Linked DNA regions of Gossypium hirsutum: region 2 is linked to region 1. The links are chromatin contacts, called in public Hi-C maps. All regions are on one chromosome and are shown on one strand. The core of a region is the stretch at or near the end of the contact, and the rest is flanking DNA. Distances in the headings are between cores, read along the strand shown.

Region 1 (2,815 bases), core at 269-2,768:
TATATATATCATATAGATTTAACATATGCAACCTTTATTTTATCTCTCAAGTGCGGTTCATTTGTACCAGTACATGTATATATATATGTAATAGTTGGAACTTTTAGTTATGAATAATGTTGTGCCTTATTAGGATGAGGATGCCTTCTTTGCTGACTATGCTGAATCTCATTTGAAGCTTTCGGAGCTTGGGTGAGTAGCAACCAACTTTTTATTTCATCCCCTTCTGCAAATTCTCTTGCATTTTTCCTATATAATCTAACAATTTCTTTGACCATGTTTTAGATTCGCGGATGCCGAAAAGGGGATTTACAAAAGCATCCAACATGATCATGCTGCTGTCTTGTGCCTGATGTTTACGAGTCTTTGCCGTTTGTGAAAAACATGTTGATCAAAATTTATGTTTTGTGTCCTGTGTACGATTAATAAATATCACAGTATGATGAAATAAGAATTTGAGGACAAAGAAATGTTGGTGTTTAGTGCACGTTTTGTTGGAAATGAGTTAATTGTTTCCTCCTATTAATAGAAATGAGTATGTATTGAAAGCGTGGGAAATGTTTTGGGTACGAATTAAATGGTATATTTTGAATGTATTTTTATTATTTTAATAATTTATATTTTTATAATTTTTAAAGGATAGATCAATTTTTTTTATATTTTTAAGAATTAAAGTATAATTTTATCATTATTAATTTAAAATTTTATAAATTTTAAAAATATATAAATGAATTTTTTATTTCATGGTTTATGTTATATTTTCCTACTTGTATTATTGGTTGTCATGCTGAATATTTGTTGAAGATTATCAAAGTTATATTTGATTCAATTGAATACTATGATTGCTTTTAATTTAATCATATAATATTTTCATAATATCACTATCCAAAGCCATAGAAGTTAAATTAAATAATATATGAAATTCGTAAGCCTGAAACGTAAATAATGAATGTTTCAAAATATTTTGTTTTTCTTTTAATTTGGTATTCATATGAATACAAAAAATTCGAGAATCTTGAGTCCATTTATATATATATATGAAAAAATATATATAATGAAAGCTTTTGCTCTTGGCATTTACCTTTTTGTCCTAGAGACAAATTAACATCAAAAGAACATCACAATTCACTTCCACCATTTTCATGGATGGCTTCTACTCTTCCCACCATCAAAAGTTTTTTGCTCTTCCCACCATTTGGGAATTCTTGCACAACTTGTAACCAATGTTGCACCACCTGCATTTGCTCTTGAAGTTGTTTATCTAGTGTTATCTGCTCCCACCATGGTGATTACTTTTTTTTGGCTTTCCCAGCTCGACTAGTAAATCTTTGTAAGCTCTAATACCAATTTGTCACAACCTTAGCAGTGACAAGTTTGGATTTATGGAAGAATTTGAAGAAAGAAGGTTGAAGAAGAGAATTCTGAAATTTTCGTTCACAAGGAAGAAAAGACATTACAATGACCAAATCATGCCTATGACCATTAGCATAAAACTAAGCCCATTAATCAACTAGCCCATCTTTCTCGGTCCCTAACGTCTGTGATCCTCGTAGCCTATTATCTATCAGCTTACATATAGATATTAGCCCATATGTGAGTTTAACTAACCATCGGATACATTATCCATAACTACCCTATTTAGGGATTTCATTCCCAATTTCCCCCTTTGTAGTTGAGATCATGACAATGAGTTTCCTAATGTACCCATCACCTTAGAATGGATGGGATACTGAAGGTACGGTAAATTCTACCTAAGCAAAAAGGCATAACCATCATGCGGCATGTATGAATGTGATAATGCATGGGTGGGTTCAAATTTTCTTTTCCATTTCAAGATTAAAAGAAAGATGAATCTAATCTCACTATTTCGATTATCTAGTGGAACCTAATTATATTTGATATCGATAGTCATTTAATTATAAATAAATTTTCATTTTGATAATTTAATTAAAAAAATTACAATTTAGTTCCTAAAATTTTCAAAAAAAAAAATTTACACCCTAACTAATTCATCAGTAACATGACACTTGTTAAATTGGTATAATAATAAATTTAATTCTCAAATTTTATATTCCCTATCAATTTAACCTTGATTCTATGTAAAAATTATAAAAAAAATGAAAGCTCTTTTATTTTAAAAATTGAAAATTTCTATAAAAGTATTTTAAACAATATATAAAAAATTTAGATGCATAAAAATTATTTTTCGATAAGATTTATAGGGGTTTTAGTTTAACTACAATGCAAAGATTATGTTTTTCTTTTTTTAAGGTCAAGTTTTGATTTTATTTCTTGGTCTTGGTTGATCGATTCCATGGAAGATTGATAACAACATTTGCATAGATTTTTATAGGTTTAATCTTCTCTTTATCATATCATTAAGCTAATTTCCTTAGTTTTATCTTTCAAAAAAGTTTAAGAAGTTGAGTTTTTAATAACTCAAGCCCGAAGTAACAATGTCCAAGGCTACAAGAAAGTCGACGATTCAAGTTCTGAATCCAATCCACTTAAAAGTACTAAGTATGGAGGATTGTATAAGTTGAATTTAGGGGTCGTTGAACCGGGAAATATTAAGTCCAAAAGTGATGGTGTGAATTGATGACGAAGACGATTGGGAAGGGGAGGAGTGTACTATTAATGTACCGTAAATAGAGGACTTAGGATCGATCAAGGAGCGCAGAGGTGTATGGAGAAGAAGGCGGCAACATTGGTTCAGGGAGGGTAATTAGGGTTTGCCATTTTTGGAGGTAATTTATCTTAATATTTGGTAATAGATTGGGTTGGACATTTGGAAGGAAAAAAATTGTGTTAGAAG
Region 2 (2,954 bases), core at 26-2,525, 96 kb before region 1:
TGAAGTGATAAAAGCATTTTCTATCCTATGATGTCTTGTGTAGAAGAAATATTTTTCTCTCCTGACTCCGGTGTTTAGTCATTTGACCTTGAGAATACTAGCTAACATGATTACTTCAACCATGGATTTTGGAACTCAAACTTACTTTTCAGGTTGATCTCATTTAGTTTATGCTAAATGTCAACACATTCGCAATGAAACTTGAGTTGTCTTTCTGCATATACTCATTTCCTTCCAACACAATGTTCCTTTTACAGCAAATGGACAGACATTTCTGATAGGGAAAATTAGATCACTTAACTGGTGCAAGAATGGTATACAACAAAAGGAATGAGACTATTATTATTGCTCCTACTAAAGTAAATCCTGGACTCGTCCATAACATGAGATTCGACCTCTCTGTTCTCTTTATTGGATCTACCTCTTCGGACAAGGGATAGTTCGATTGTCTAGGATTCCAGGTAACATACTTGTTAGGAGAAAACCCTGAAAGGAAGGACCTTTTGGTTTGCTTCTTGAAATTCGACCATGCCTTATCCCAGTCGGTTGAGAACTTATCACCTGAGTATGTTCAACAGTAATTTGGTGGAAGCATCAATGTTAGGGCAATCTAAATTAAGGAGGAACTGTCTGTATCATAAGAAACTGATCTTATACCAACATAGAGAAGTTAATCCTAATCCCAGAAGTTTTTTTCATATCAACAGAGATATAATACGCAATGAGGACTGCATTATGCTGCAATACCGCTTACTATCATACAAAAGTTGTATTATGTTCGTCTTTACCTTCCAGGCTTGCAAAAAAAAATGTACATACTGGATAGACATGCAAAATTAACAAAAACCAAACAAAGAGCAAAATACCCTTTTCGATATTTAAGTGAAATTCAAGGTGGGTTGATAGATATTGAGCCTTCAAAGCTGATCGACATTTCATACCATTGTTATCATCACCGTTCTGTTGAGGTTGCTGCTGAGAGTCCTTTTTGGAGCAGAAAGTTTTGAAAGAGGAACAAGGAAAATTACATGAAGAAATAGATCTCTGGAAAGTTTTCCAAAAACTTTGAGATTTTAAGCTCCCGATTCCAGCTCGAATATCCATTAGCGTCTGAAAATTGTAGATTCCAGTCACACTTAGCTTCAGCCTTTCTCTCCTACAAAAAAGAACAAACAAATTTTCATAATTTTTGGCCCTTTATTTTCTTATCCCTTACGAGAAACTGACACCTCAAATTCTTCCAGTCATTGTTTAGTGACACGTGGTGGTATGAACAGTTTTTGGCCTAATATATCCTTTGGCTCTTGTACTAGTTAAATTATCACTTTGATACTTATATTTTCTTTTTATCAGTTTGACTTTTGTAGTTTCATTCTGTTGCCCATCTATATATTTTGTGTTAAAAATTTGAATCAACAATGACATTCTGCCATGTATCAATTAAATTTAATTTTTTAAATATAAGAAAGTTTTTAAAATTAAAAAAAACTTAAAAAATATTAAAACTTCGAAAATTATTAAAAAATTAAAAAAATTTATAGTCTACATTTTGAAAATTAAAAAATATATTTTTTAAATTATAAGTATATGAAATTTAAAAAAATCTTTGAAAATTTTAAAATTTTTCATAAAATTTTAAAAAAATCGGATTCTAAGTTTTTTTATTTAGAAAATGTTAAAATTTTATAAAAAATTAAATAATTCTATGATTTTTTCTTTTGAAAATTTTAGGGTTTTTTTTATTCTTAATGAATTTTTTATATTTTTAAGGAAATTTGAAAAAATTTTAGCAAAAATACCATGAAATTCTTTGAAAATTAGTTTGGTGGGATAGATGTAGTTAAATAATATCCCTAGAAACATATAAGAAGTTTTGGTACAATTTCTATAAAAAATAAAAAGGTTTGGTACAATTTCTAAAACTACTCATAATCTTTTTCACCCTTGAATAGAAGAATAAATAAATTTCAACGCATTCAAACTAACATCCTCCTGTCTAACAACAATATTAATACCAACTGACTTAAAACTTAGTCAGCATGTATAATAAGTTTTCTCCTCATACAACTCAAGAAAAAAAGAATAATTAAAAGTTATGTATATATATGAAATTAGAATGTCACAATAACACATAAATAAGCAAATCAATTAGACATTTAACTTCGTCATTTTTTTTTCAAAAAAAGAAAAAAAAAAGCTTCTATATTCTCATAACTCAAGTCAAATAATAACTCTCAAAATGCTCAAAACAAATATGTAAGTTTTTTTTAAGTGGTCTCTATCTCATTTTTAAAGAATTCTATGATATTTTCATTAAAAAAACTTATAATTCCTAAAAAAATATAAAAAAATTGCAAAATAAAATCCTAGAATTTTTCAAAAGAATATCATAAAATTATTTAAAAAATTCAGAATATTTTAAGATTTTCTTTAAAAAAATAGAATTCCAACATTTTTTTAAAATTATGAAAAAAAATTTTATTTTTTTAAAGTTTTTTATACTTATAATATTGAAATTATTTTTTTTATAATTTTCAAAGATAGATTATGATTTTTTAAGTTTTAAATTTTTTTGGTTTTCTTAGATTTTTTTTTGGTTTTGTAATGATTTCTTTAATTTTTTTATAACTATTTAATATTTTTTTACTTTATATTAGTTTAATTTTTTTAAAGAAAAATGTATAGATGAATAACGAGCTATACATAATAAAAATACAAAAACTAAACTGATAACTAAAATAGATACATGAGTCAAATAGATAAAGAAATAGTACAAATATTAAAGTGATAATTTAGTTACAATAAAAAGGTGAAAAGTGGTATTAATTTTTTAAAAAAAGTTTTAAAGTAAGTTGTTGTTTTTAATAAAAAAAAAATTATAGTTAGCTATAACTTATTTAAAAGGTAACAACTTAAATTACTTAGAACTTTATATTATTAATTTTTTTATAATT

What was found. Hi-C and Micro-C count contacts between places; a contact is called where the count stands out from the background.
Region 2: a Hi-C map of leaf shows a contact between it and region 1, with 3 times the contacts expected there. The contact joins the promoter of LOC107948337 here to the enhancer-like site in region 1. A contact is called at or near these places in 6 of 34 Hi-C or Micro-C datasets (callus and leaf).

The regions. Positions count from the first base shown.
Region 1 is chrA04:69,188,239-69,191,053 of Gossypium_hirsutum_v2.1, reverse strand. It overlaps the pseudogene LOC107949273. Among protein-coding and RNA genes, the nearest start is that of LOC107948335, 45 kb to the right of the region's middle. Within about 2 kb of position 1,518, at least 3 of the 9 cell types and tissues checked have an H3K27ac peak or open chromatin away from gene starts, as enhancers often do. A contact at or near this core is called in leaf, where this site is marked.
Region 2 is chrA04:69,283,722-69,286,675 of Gossypium_hirsutum_v2.1, reverse strand. LOC107948337 reads right to left here and starts at 1,275. Exons shown (of 2, transcript XM_016882840.2): 1 at 942-1,275; 2 at 196-561. The coding sequence starts at 1,104. The coding sequence ends at 293.